Regions from separate parts of the Oryctolagus cuniculus genome. Here region 1 is linked to region 2. A link is a contact called in public Hi-C data. All regions are on one chromosome and are shown on one strand. The core of a region is the stretch at or near the end of the contact, and the rest is flanking DNA. Distances in the headings are between cores, read along the strand shown. Region 1 has its middle 26 kb from the start of GMNN. Region 2 holds the start of C5H6orf62 (chromosome 5 C6orf62 homolog).

Region 1 (5,280 bases), core at 2,735-5,234, 35 kb before region 2:
TGATAAGCTTATCCTTGCTTGCCTTTGGCCTTGGCCTTCCTGGGAAAATGGAAAAGTGGGTGCAGTTCCGGATGACATGGTTTCTTCTGCCCGTCTCAGCTCAACCAGAGGAAGAACCCTGTAAGACAGGGGGGCCGGCGGGGTAGAGCAGATGAGTGAAGTTACAAAGCAGTGTGGGAAATGCAGGGGGACGGGAGGGAGCTGTGACGCCCACCGGAGGGCAAGGAGCCCCATCAGTCTTAGGAGTGGTCAGGACGAATCTCCCAGCAGAAGCGACATCGAAAGTGACCTGCTGGGGACAAATGGAAGCTGGACAGATGGGATCAAAGGCGACATGGAGAGGTCACACAGATGGCTAAAGTCGGAGGGGGAATGGCAGTCTTGTGTGTCTGTATCTCCGGGGTCCAGCACCAATCAGGCCGAGCTAAAAGCCAGAGCTCATTCTCACCCTGACATTGACCTCTCGCTGTCCTCACTAGAGATGACTGAGGCCACTCAAGGACACTGTTATTAGGGCTCGGGATGAACTCTGAGGATACAAGACAGGCAGAGAAAAGACAGGAAGGGAGGCTGGGGAACAGCGCTGCGGAGGTGAGAGAAAGTGGGGGATGCCACAGCTCCGAGGTGAGTGTGTCAGAGGTCACCTGTCAGAAGTCAGGGCACCTCAGCAGGGCGGGAGTTCATTCCTTTGTAATGAGAAGAGGCCACTGGACTTGTCAAGAGAAGACCCAGTGGTGGTGGGGGGGGTCACACAGCAGGGGGTCCAGGGCACAGCAGCAGGTGAACCTGTGAGTCAGCAGGTGCAGAAAACTACAGGAACCTGGCAGTAAAGGGCGGGTCATATAGGAGACTGCCCAAGTGTGTGTAAAGGCTGTAGGGGAGGAGCGGGAGATGGGCAAAGGTTGAAGGTGGTGAGGGAGAGGCAGATAAGGCTGTGGAGCAAGCGTGGGAGCGAAAACAGGTGGTCTGGAAGAGGGACACCCAGAGAACAGTGAGCCTGTTAGACACCCAAGGCGAACTATTTTTAACACATACCCCAGTGTGTGAAAATTATTTTCAGAAACGCAATCAGCCCCTCGATATCTGTGGATTTCAGATCCTTGGATTCAACCAGCCATGGATTGAAAATATGAAAACTAAAATTGCATCTGTACTGAACATGAATGCACAGACTTTTTTCCTGGTCATTCATTATTCCCTAAACAATACAGCAGGGGAACTGGCGCTGTGGCGTAGCGGGTAAAGCCTCCACCTGCCGTGCCAGATCCCCTAGGGGTGTTGGTTTGAGTCCCAGCTGCTCCACTTTTGATCCAGCTCTCTACTATGGCCTGGGAAAGCAGTGGAAGATGGCCCAAGTCCTTGGACCCCTGCACCCATGTGGGAGACCTGGAAGAAGTCCTGGCTCCTGGCTTTGGATTCGCATAGCTCCAGTCATTGCGGCCATTTGGGGAGTGAGCCAGCGGATGGAGGATCTCTCCATCTCTCTGCCTCTGCCTCTCTCTGCCTTTAAAACAAATTTTATTTATATATATATATAAAATGTGTGTATACAGTATGATAACTAATTAAATAATATTCATAATATTCACATTGTACTAGTTACTGAAAGTCATCCAGAGATGAGCTAAGGTTCATGGCAGGATGAGCATAGGTAAATGCCAATACTATACCATGTTATATAAGGGACTTTGACGTCCTGGATTGTGGTATCCAGGGGGTCCTGGAACCGATCTCCCACACATGCTGACAGACAACTGTAATCATGAAATGAAAGGAATAATAAAGTTACATAAAGTAAATACAGAAATTAGCATTTTCCTGTTATTGAACCTTGTACACACAACTATATGAGTAAAAGAAAAAAATGTAGATTAAAAATTCCAGTAGAGGCATGGGCATTTGCCTAGTGGTTAAAGCACCAGTCAAGATGCCTGTCTTCCACTTCAGAGTTCCTGGCTTTGATCCCTGGTCTGGGCTCCTGATTCCAGCTTCCTGCTAGTGTGGACCCTGGGAGGCAACAGTGATGGCTCAAGAAGTTGGGTCCCTGCCTCTCAAGTGGGAGACCTGGATTGAGTTCCACCTCATGGCTTCATGTTCCAAACCCAGCCCTGGTCACTGAGCGCACCTGGGGAGTGAACGAGCAAATGAGAGATCTCTGTCTCTCTGCTTCTTAGATTTAAGGGGAAAAAAATCACAGTGCAAAAAAAAGAAGTGAGTAGTATGTTAATACTTGTGTACTACATGTAAAAGGTTCAATGCAGGGAAAATAAGTCACACCACTGAGGCAGACATGCTCTTGAGTCATTAAAAATGTATTTATTTGAAAGTCTGAGTTGCAGAGAGAGGAAGAGACAGGGAGAATCTTCTATCCACTGGTTCACTCCCCAGTGGCTGCAATGACGGGGGCTGGGCCAGGCCAAATTCAAGAACCTGGAACTCTGTCTGGGTCTCCCGTGTGGGTGGCAGTGGCCCAAGCACTTGGGCCATCTTCCATTGCCTTACCAGGCACATTAGCAGGAAGCTGGATTGGAAGTGGAGCAGCTGGATCTTGAACCAATGCTCATATAGGACGCCGGCACCTTAACTCACTGCACAGCAATGCTGGGCCCTGTTAAGGAATTCTTCAATGTTAAGCACTTAACAACGAACAAAGAAGGAATGTTGATGTCAGAAAATTTATTCAGGGGCTAGCGCTGTGGCACAGAGAGCTAAGCTGCCACTTGTGATGCCGGCATCCCACATTGGAGTGCTGGCTCAGGTCCTGCCCGCTACAGCCCAAGTGCCTGGATGCTTGTCACCAAGTTGGACATGTTGGAGACCAGGATGGAATTCCTGGCTCCTGGCTTTGGCCTTTCCCAACCCTGGCTGTTGAGGCCATTTAGGAAGTGAACCATTGGATAGGAGATCTGTCTCTACAGCTCTCCACCTGTCTCTGTCACTCTGTGTTTCAAATAAAGAATAAAAAAAAATTATTCAAATTCAGTAAAATACTTGAGTATGAACTAAAATTTGTACCTACCAAATAAAATATCACACCTGTCAGTTTCACGGGGTTTTAAAACAGTTTTTCATTTATTTGAAAGAGAGACACAGAGAGACATATCTTCCATCTACTGGTTTAGTCTCCAAATGCCTGTGACAGCCCAAGCTGAGTCGGACCAAAGCCAGGAAGTCAATCCGGGTATCCCACATGCATGTTAGGTTCCCCGAGTACTTGCGTCATCATCTGCTAACTCCCAGGATGTGCATTAGCAGGAAGCTGGAATCTGAAGTGGAGCCAGCATGCAAATCCAGGCACTCCCACGAGGAATATGGGCGTCCTAACTACTCAGTCAAACGCTTGCCCTATCTCACTGTTCTTCAGTCTAAATGCAAGTAAAAATTCCAGGACGTCACACATACAATGATAGGGTTGAGGTAACACCCTTACAACCACCCTGCTATCTTTGTCTAGTTAACACCTGGTGTTTAAAAGCAGAGCTACGGTACCTCAAGGAGTAGACACAGGAATTTCACCAAGGATGAACTTGGAAGATTCCACTAGAAACTTCTACTCTAGGGGCCGGTGCTGTGGCACAGTGGGTTAAAGCCCCAGTCTGTAGCGCCGGCATTCCATATGGGCACCGGTTCGAGTCCTGGCTGCTCCACTTCTGATCCGTCTCTCTGCTATGGCCTGGGAAAGTAGTAGAAGGTGGCCCAAATCCTTGGGCTTCGAATAGGCACAGTTCTGGTCTTTGCAGCCATCTCTCTCTCTCTCTCTGCTTCTGCCTCTCTGTGACTCTGACTTCCAAATAAATAAATAAATAATTTTAAAAAAAAAAAACAACCTTCTACTCTAGACCAACTGTATGTGAGGCTGGGCGTGATTGGGCCAGCTGTGTGCCAGCGTACTCTGAGTTTTCTTCTGGGCCAGCTGTGTGCCAGCATACTCTGAGTTTCCTTCCGTGTAGCATTCTACAGTGTTTATCCAGGCTGGAATAATAGAAATGTTCCAGTTCCAGGCTGACATGTGCATTGCCAAAACTCAACAGTAACTGCTGCGGTTGCGTAGTCTTGACCAGCGAATGACTCTTCAGTTAAGAGTGTTTTGTAACTCACTGTTTTTACTTTGCCACAGAGGGTTTGGACTGCCGTTTAATTTTGATAATGGGTAAAAATAGACCAACTGGGGCAGACACTTGACCTGGCAGTTAGGAAACCGCTTGGGATGCCTGCGTCCCATTTCAGAGTACTTTAGTTCAAAACCTGGCTCTGCTCCTGATTCCGGCTTCCTGAGAATGCCCACCCTTGGAGGCAGCAGGTGCTTGGGTCCCTGCCACCTGGGGGGGGGGGGGGGACCTGAATGTGCTTTCTCCTTCTGGTTGTGGCCTAGCCCATATCAGGCTGTCGCAGGCGTTTGGGAAATGAGTCGGCAGATGCGAGCTCTCTTTCTGTTCATCTCTTTCTCTCTCCCTCCCTTTCAAATAAAGTGAATAAATTTTTTCTTGAATAGAAAAAATAGCAGGCCAGTGGATCAGTTTTGCTTTGAAAGTTCAGCCCTCAGGGTCTCCCCCGCGTAGACTGTTGCCCCCTCTCCACTCAGGCTTCCATGCGGCAGAAGAAAGGCCAAGGGCAAGCTGGGTAAGGGTGGGCTTGCAGCTGAGGGGCGAGGGAGCCAGGTCATCTGCTAAGAATGAGGGGAAGTCGGCACTGGGGAAGCGAAGGCTCCTGCAGAGAGCAGGACAGAGACCCACGTGGAATTACACAGGCGAGATACGCTGGCCCCAGAATGGCTGCCCAGTCACTGTGGCTCCCAGAACTTCTAGAGTGAGATGACCCACAGGCCTCCGGGAATGGGCCAAACAACCAAGTGTTGCAGGGCTCTGCTCTTGTGAGCTGGATGCCATGTAACCAGGAGGCGGGTTTAGGTCTGTAGAAGCTCAACGTCTCTGCAAGCACCCCAATGATACGCAGTCCTACACGTCCATCAAAACGCCCCCTTTCCCCGGATCTACCTGCTACATCCGGGACCTGAGGGAGGGAGCGCCATGAGAATATGGAGATTAAGTTCCACATGGAGTTTATGCAGGGACCACAAAATTCCCAGGTGGCTTCAAGCGTGTAGAGGCGCCAACCCCTACCTCACAAAAGAGGCCGACATTGGAAGGAAGCTATCTCTCGCTCTCTTTCACCACGGACTAAGGCTGGAGGTGCTGCACAGAGACTCTCCCCCTCCCCCTCTCCCCCTCTCCCCCTCTCCCTCTCTCTCTTTCCTCCCCCACTCCTCCTCCCTTCAGGCAA
Region 2 (5,494 bases), core at 1,423-3,922:
ATTTCAGGAAAGGTAAATCTACAGACAGAACTCAAATGGGTGGCCGCCCAGGGCTTGGAGAGAGGAAGGGGAAATGGTACAGGTTTTCTTCCTGAAATAAGCTGATGCCTGCACAATTCTGTGGCCACCTTAAAAACCACCAGATTTTCAAGCAGGTGAGTAGTATGGTACATGAACTGTATTTCAGAAAAAAGCTGTTATTTGATTCTTCCATGATGAGGATCACATGAAAATTAGGGCCAGTGCTAATGTTACGGGAAAACGGCGGCAGATAAGATATTATTGCCTAGGTTCTTTGTCTTCCGTGGAAGAATTGTTTCCAAGCGGACGAGCAGAGTTTTAAAAAGCAAGATTTATTAGTCAAAGACCTCCAGTCAGAGCGGAGTGGAGGGGGCTCCCAAGAGAGGAAAAAACCCGAAGTGGTCCCCGGAAGTGAATATTTAAGCACAATTTTGATTGACATTCAGTTACAAGGCAGGGACAAACACATCAAAAGACCTGACGCGTTACAGTCCTTTATGCTATCTGGCTTGCTCAAGATAAAACAACAAGCCATCCAGAAGGGCGGATAGGTAACTTGGAGCTCAGGAGGATGGAATGACCACTCCCTTGCTATTCTCATGGCAAATCTGGAAGCTCCCAAGGAGCGGGCAGGGGGCACTTCTGACCTTGCCAAGGGTAACTTTTGAGGGGGACATTTCCCACCCTCAATTTCCAGGCTGCCTATTACACCATCTGACTCTTCACACTATTTCTCTCTCCTAACCTTTTTTTTTTTTTTTTATTTTTCCTAAACCAGTGCCATAAACTACATATCTTCAGTTTTACCCAGGAGAGTTTCCCACTGTTATGTGATTGTGCAAATGAACCGTAGCAAAATGCGAGCTCTGTTTCTAGGTTGGAAATACCTTGGTTTTGGACGATTCCCACCACTCTACTGTGGTTCACGGGTGAAAAGGGTGCGTGCAGCTCATCTATTTTGCTGTCACCAACAGAAAGGCAGCAACTTGGGGACCCGGTGGACCTCTACCTTTCAACGCGGAGCTGCTAATAGAGGAGCCACGGGGCTGTACTTGGAGAAGAGACCTTTGTTGATGACTTGTGCAACTCCGTTTTTACCAGAACGTTAGCGCTCTCGAAAACCCACTCGACGCGATTCCTCCCCAAGGACGTTAGATCCGTGCTGCTGGGAGATCCTGGTGGAGAATGTCTGACGGTGGGGAGAAGCTCCTGCGGCTTCTCTCCCAGCTCGCAGAGCGCGAACCCCGCAAAGCCCGGGACAGCCTTCCCCGCCCGGGCACGTGGCGCGGGGCCGTGGCCTCAACGCCATCGGAGGCTGCAGACGCCCGGGGGCCGACCTCCAACAACCAAGTGAAAAGGGAACTTTCTCCACACACTTTCCTTTTCCCCGCCTCGCCCCGCCCTGGCCCTGCCCATCCCCCCCGCCACTGCGCGGCGTTAGCTCCGTTCCACGCCCCGCCCGAGCCCACATGGAGAAGATCCGGGACGAGGTGAGACTGCATCCGGGTGCTTTGCCAGGGCGGGTGCGGGGCGTGTCTTTATGACGTCAGTGGGAGAGGCGCCCCCCCCCCCTTCTGGAGACGGGGACCTCCTGACGGAGGGGGGCGGAGAGAGAGGCAAGGAGCCCCTTTCCCCGCCCACAGAAAGTCCATGATGGAGAAAAGGGGATTCTCTATTGTCAAACTCACTTTCGAGGTTGGAATACTAAGTAGAAAGGAAAAATTCAAAAGTTCACAATTTAAAAGTGTTTATAATATCTTCTCCTTCTGATATGATTTCCTCTTTTCTTGGTGGCCCTGCAGAGCTTTCCGCCTCCAGGCTCGCTTCCCCCCCACACTCCTGCACACATGGTGCAGTCCCGGGGTAGGCGCAGCCGCAGAAGGCTCGGGGCGGTGCCGGTGAGGGGCGGGTGACGCAGCGTCGCTCGCTGCCATTTTAAGTTGTTTGTTCTCGCTGCTTCGCTCAAACGCGACTCTGCCCCGGACCCGGGAGCCGCCCGAGTCCGCCGCCGCTTCCGCAGCCGCCGGTGGGGGCACGAGGCTGTGCCACTGCGGACGCTCGCCTTTTCTGCGGCCTTTCCCCCATCCGGTCTCCTCGGCCTCCTTTCCAGAGAGCGGAAGCCCGCCTGTTGGGGGGAGGAGAGACTCGCGAGCAGATGCCTGAACTGAAATAACTTTATTCCGGGGCGTCCTCGGCTGACAGGCCGCTTAGCGCAGGGCCGCTCCCTCCCCGCCAGCGCCGACCTCCCCCTCTTTTCCTCCTCGTTCTCCTTCTCTGTCCCGTCGCCTCCGTCCCTCCCTCCTCCTCCTCCTCCTCCTCCGCCGCTGCCGGCGCCGAGCCAGACTATGGGTCCCAGGCGGGGGCTACGCGGCGGCAGCAGCGCGGGCGGCCAGGCCTTAGCGCGCTCTGCAGCGGGCATGGAGGGGCGCAGTCGGCTGGTGGTGTTCTCTTGACATGGCTCCCGCCCGAGCCGCCAGCAGCGCCGCCGCCGTCGCCGCCTCCGCCGCCGCCGCCGCTCCGCCCGCGGGCTGCGGCTAGAGGCCCGAGAGAGCCCGGCCCGCCGCCCTCGGGAGACAGACCAGCGCCCCCGGCCGTGCAGACTCGGGAAACATGGTCTGCTCGACGTGAGCGCTCCTCCGGAGTCCGGGAACTTAGTTTTTTTTTTTTTTTTTTTTGTTGGGGGTGGGTGGGAGGGCGGGCGGGCTTACTTTTAAGAAGTAATTGCTATTAACACGATTATTTTCTTTTCTTCCCACTGGTCCTCCCCATTTACCCTCTCCCGCCTCCTACCCGGGCGGGAGTTGTTTCCACGATGAAATGAGTGCGAACCCGAGGGATCCTGTGTCTCCCGTGGTGCGAGTGAGTCGCTGCCGCTGAGGGCGGGGGCGGGGGTGGGGCCTGGGCGGTGGGAGCAGGTGGTCCCCGGGCGCCGCCTGGGGCTGGGGCGACGAACCCGCCACCTTGGCCCCGGCAATGCTCACGCCAAGATAAGACCGCACATCCCACCACCTCGCACGGGGACGCACTCGCAGGGAAGGCTCCCCTGGGGAATGTAGGGCTCACCGCAGGGCTGGGGGCGTCAGGATCCCGGGCGTGAATTAGGTCTGCCCACCGCCGGAATAACTTCACCCCGTATCACGTACCCCCCTCTCCCTCTGCCATCATGATTCTCCTTGGCAGCAGCGCTAGCAGCCGCCTGAGGGTGGAGACGTGGGTGTTGGGGAAGTGGGTCGTGACTCCGCTGTTTCTTCTCATGGCTCCCTCGGGCAACAGCTGTCCGCCCCCGGTATACACTGTAGTCGATTGCGGGGAAACCCTGGACCTCGGCCCTTCCTTCTCTGATTTTGCACTTCTCTCTTTGCTCACCACCAAGTGTAATCAATAACAAGCACTGACAATACATAGCAATAGTGAAATCTGAAATAACTAAGAATTAATTAGGTACTACAGCCATGGATCTGGCTGGGTAAAATCCAATTGGATATTTCAGTTTCATTCCCTACCCTGTTTTTTTTTTTTTTGGTGTTTTGTTTTTGTTTTCGTTTTGTGTTTGGAAGGCAAGGATCACATTCCCCCCCCCCCCCCGTTCCTTTTCTTTAGTCCCTTTTCTTAAAGGGGGGGATACGGATGGATTTTGAGGATTGGACTGGTGTGGTTTTATCACACACCTAAATCCTGATACTAGGCTTTTCATTCCCCCCCAAAGCCTTTATTTTGGCATTTGAGCCAAATGTGTTTTCCAGGAAGTTAGTTCAAGTATTTTCTCCTTTTCTTTCCTTCCTCCTCTTCCTTTTCCCCACCTGATTCCAAACGTTACTGTCCAGACATGACTGGACAGCGGCTTTTGTTTCTTGACCCTGTAATATGACAGTCTGCTAATATTGCCAGAAGGTGCAGTTTTGGGGATACAGTTGTGATTTTAGCTATTATATTAGCAGGAAAAAAAAATGACTTGTTTCTGTTGTACTTGAGTCTTAAGAAAAAGTGCCCATAGTTTAGTGACAATTTCCAAAGGCTTTAGTACCACCTGTATTTCAAAATGGGGGACCCAAACTCCCGGAAGAAACAAGCTCTGAACAGACTACGTGCTCAGCTTAGAAAGAAAAAAGAATCTCTAGCTGACCAGTTTGACTTCAAGATGTATATTGCCTTTGTATTCAAGGAGAAGGTAATTTAAAGTTCTTAATGTGAATTAGCACAAGTGGTTTTGTAAGTGTATATTAAGTTGTTACTCTTAAGTAATTACTGATATTAGGTTAAAGAGTGGTTGATAAAAGTTTGCTTTGTATGCTTTTATACCTTTACGGATAATTTTTTGACGTGAGCACAGTAGTTGAATGTGACTGTATTGAAGGTCCTTAAGTACTGGTTTGGGAAGATTTGTTTCCAGAGGTCAGGAGGATCCACTTGCAATTAACCTGGGGTGGGAAACTTTGTAAAACTACAGTAATTTGGAGTTACATATGAAGTTTTATAACTGAATGTAGAAATTATCTAATAAAAAGTATAAAGAGGATGGAGTATTAAATTGGAATCAAAATGTATGTTTAGGTCAGTCTATTTAACTTCATGAATCAGGTGCCTTTTATCATATATTTAATGAAATAGACTACACTTTAATTTTTAGGAGCAGTTAAATGCTGACATGGTTAATTTTGTGTTTAGAAGTTTGCATTTTTGAAAATTCAAATTGACCCAGAGAGGAAGTAATATTTTGGTCAGAGTTAGTTTCACAGTTAAATAGCAGATGATGACATGAGTAGTCAAGGAGAACGTGATAAAAGTAATATATTTTTTTGTGCGTGATTAAAAGGGACTGCTTAAATTGTCAACAAGACTCTCTGACATGGGGTTAGACTATGAATATAAGGAATTGCCACTTTGATTTTATGCTTAAATTATGACCTAGTTGTAGTGGTATGTATTTAGTACTTTTGGGAAGGCTTCTGGATTGTTACTTATTTGTAATTTTTAAATGTTATTTCTATTTAAGAACACTCTTGCTTGTTAGAGTTTGGCTTTTAAGATGATTTTAAAGTGAAGTGTTCTGGATAGGTTGTCCCAGTGGGTAGCAGCAAGGATTTTCTTACCCATTTTTTTCTTTTTTTAAAGCTAGTTGTCTGCAAAATTGAGATCAGATTTTAGTTGGAGATATTAACAAAGAATAGCTCTTAAAATCCGAGATGTAAGTGGTGAGGCTAGATCTTTACATTTAATCTATTAAAAAAAATACCCCAATAGTACTAATCTGTAATGCCTGTGAAAATCGTTTTCTATGAGTGAATAGTACCTGGGCAGTTACCCTAAATACTTCACAATCTGTCCTCCATTGTACAGAATTTTATAGGTGAGAATGTCTCGAGTAATTTTAAAACAATTTGGTGTACATTTTCCCCTCCTTTTCTTAAATTGATAACGTGTGGTTACACTCAGGAGATCCAGAAGATAATGTAAACTGGCCCACTTACAGGAT

Evidence for each region. Hi-C and Micro-C count contacts between places; a contact is called where the count stands out from the background.
Region 1: a Hi-C map of psoas muscle shows a contact between it and region 2, with 3 times the contacts expected there. The contact joins the enhancer-like site here to the promoter of C5H6orf62 in region 2. A contact is called at or near these places in 2 of 6 Hi-C or Micro-C datasets (psoas muscle and an unstated tissue).

What each region holds. Positions count from the first base shown.
Region 1 is chr5:152,107,850-152,113,129 of mOryCun1.1, reverse strand. No RefSeq gene overlaps it. Among named protein-coding and RNA genes, the nearest start is that of GMNN, 26 kb to the left of the region's middle. Within about 2 kb of position 3,984, at least 1 of the 8 cell types and tissues checked has an H3K27ac peak or open chromatin away from gene starts, as enhancers often do.
Region 2 is chr5:152,071,616-152,077,109 of mOryCun1.1, reverse strand. C5H6orf62 (chromosome 5 C6orf62 homolog) reads left to right here and starts at 2,672. Exons shown (of 5, transcript XM_051855012.2): 1 at 2,672-2,880. The coding sequence starts at 2,839. LOC138849707 (a long non-coding RNA gene) reads right to left here and starts at 1,369. Exons shown (of 3, transcript XR_011388783.1): 1 at 909-1,369.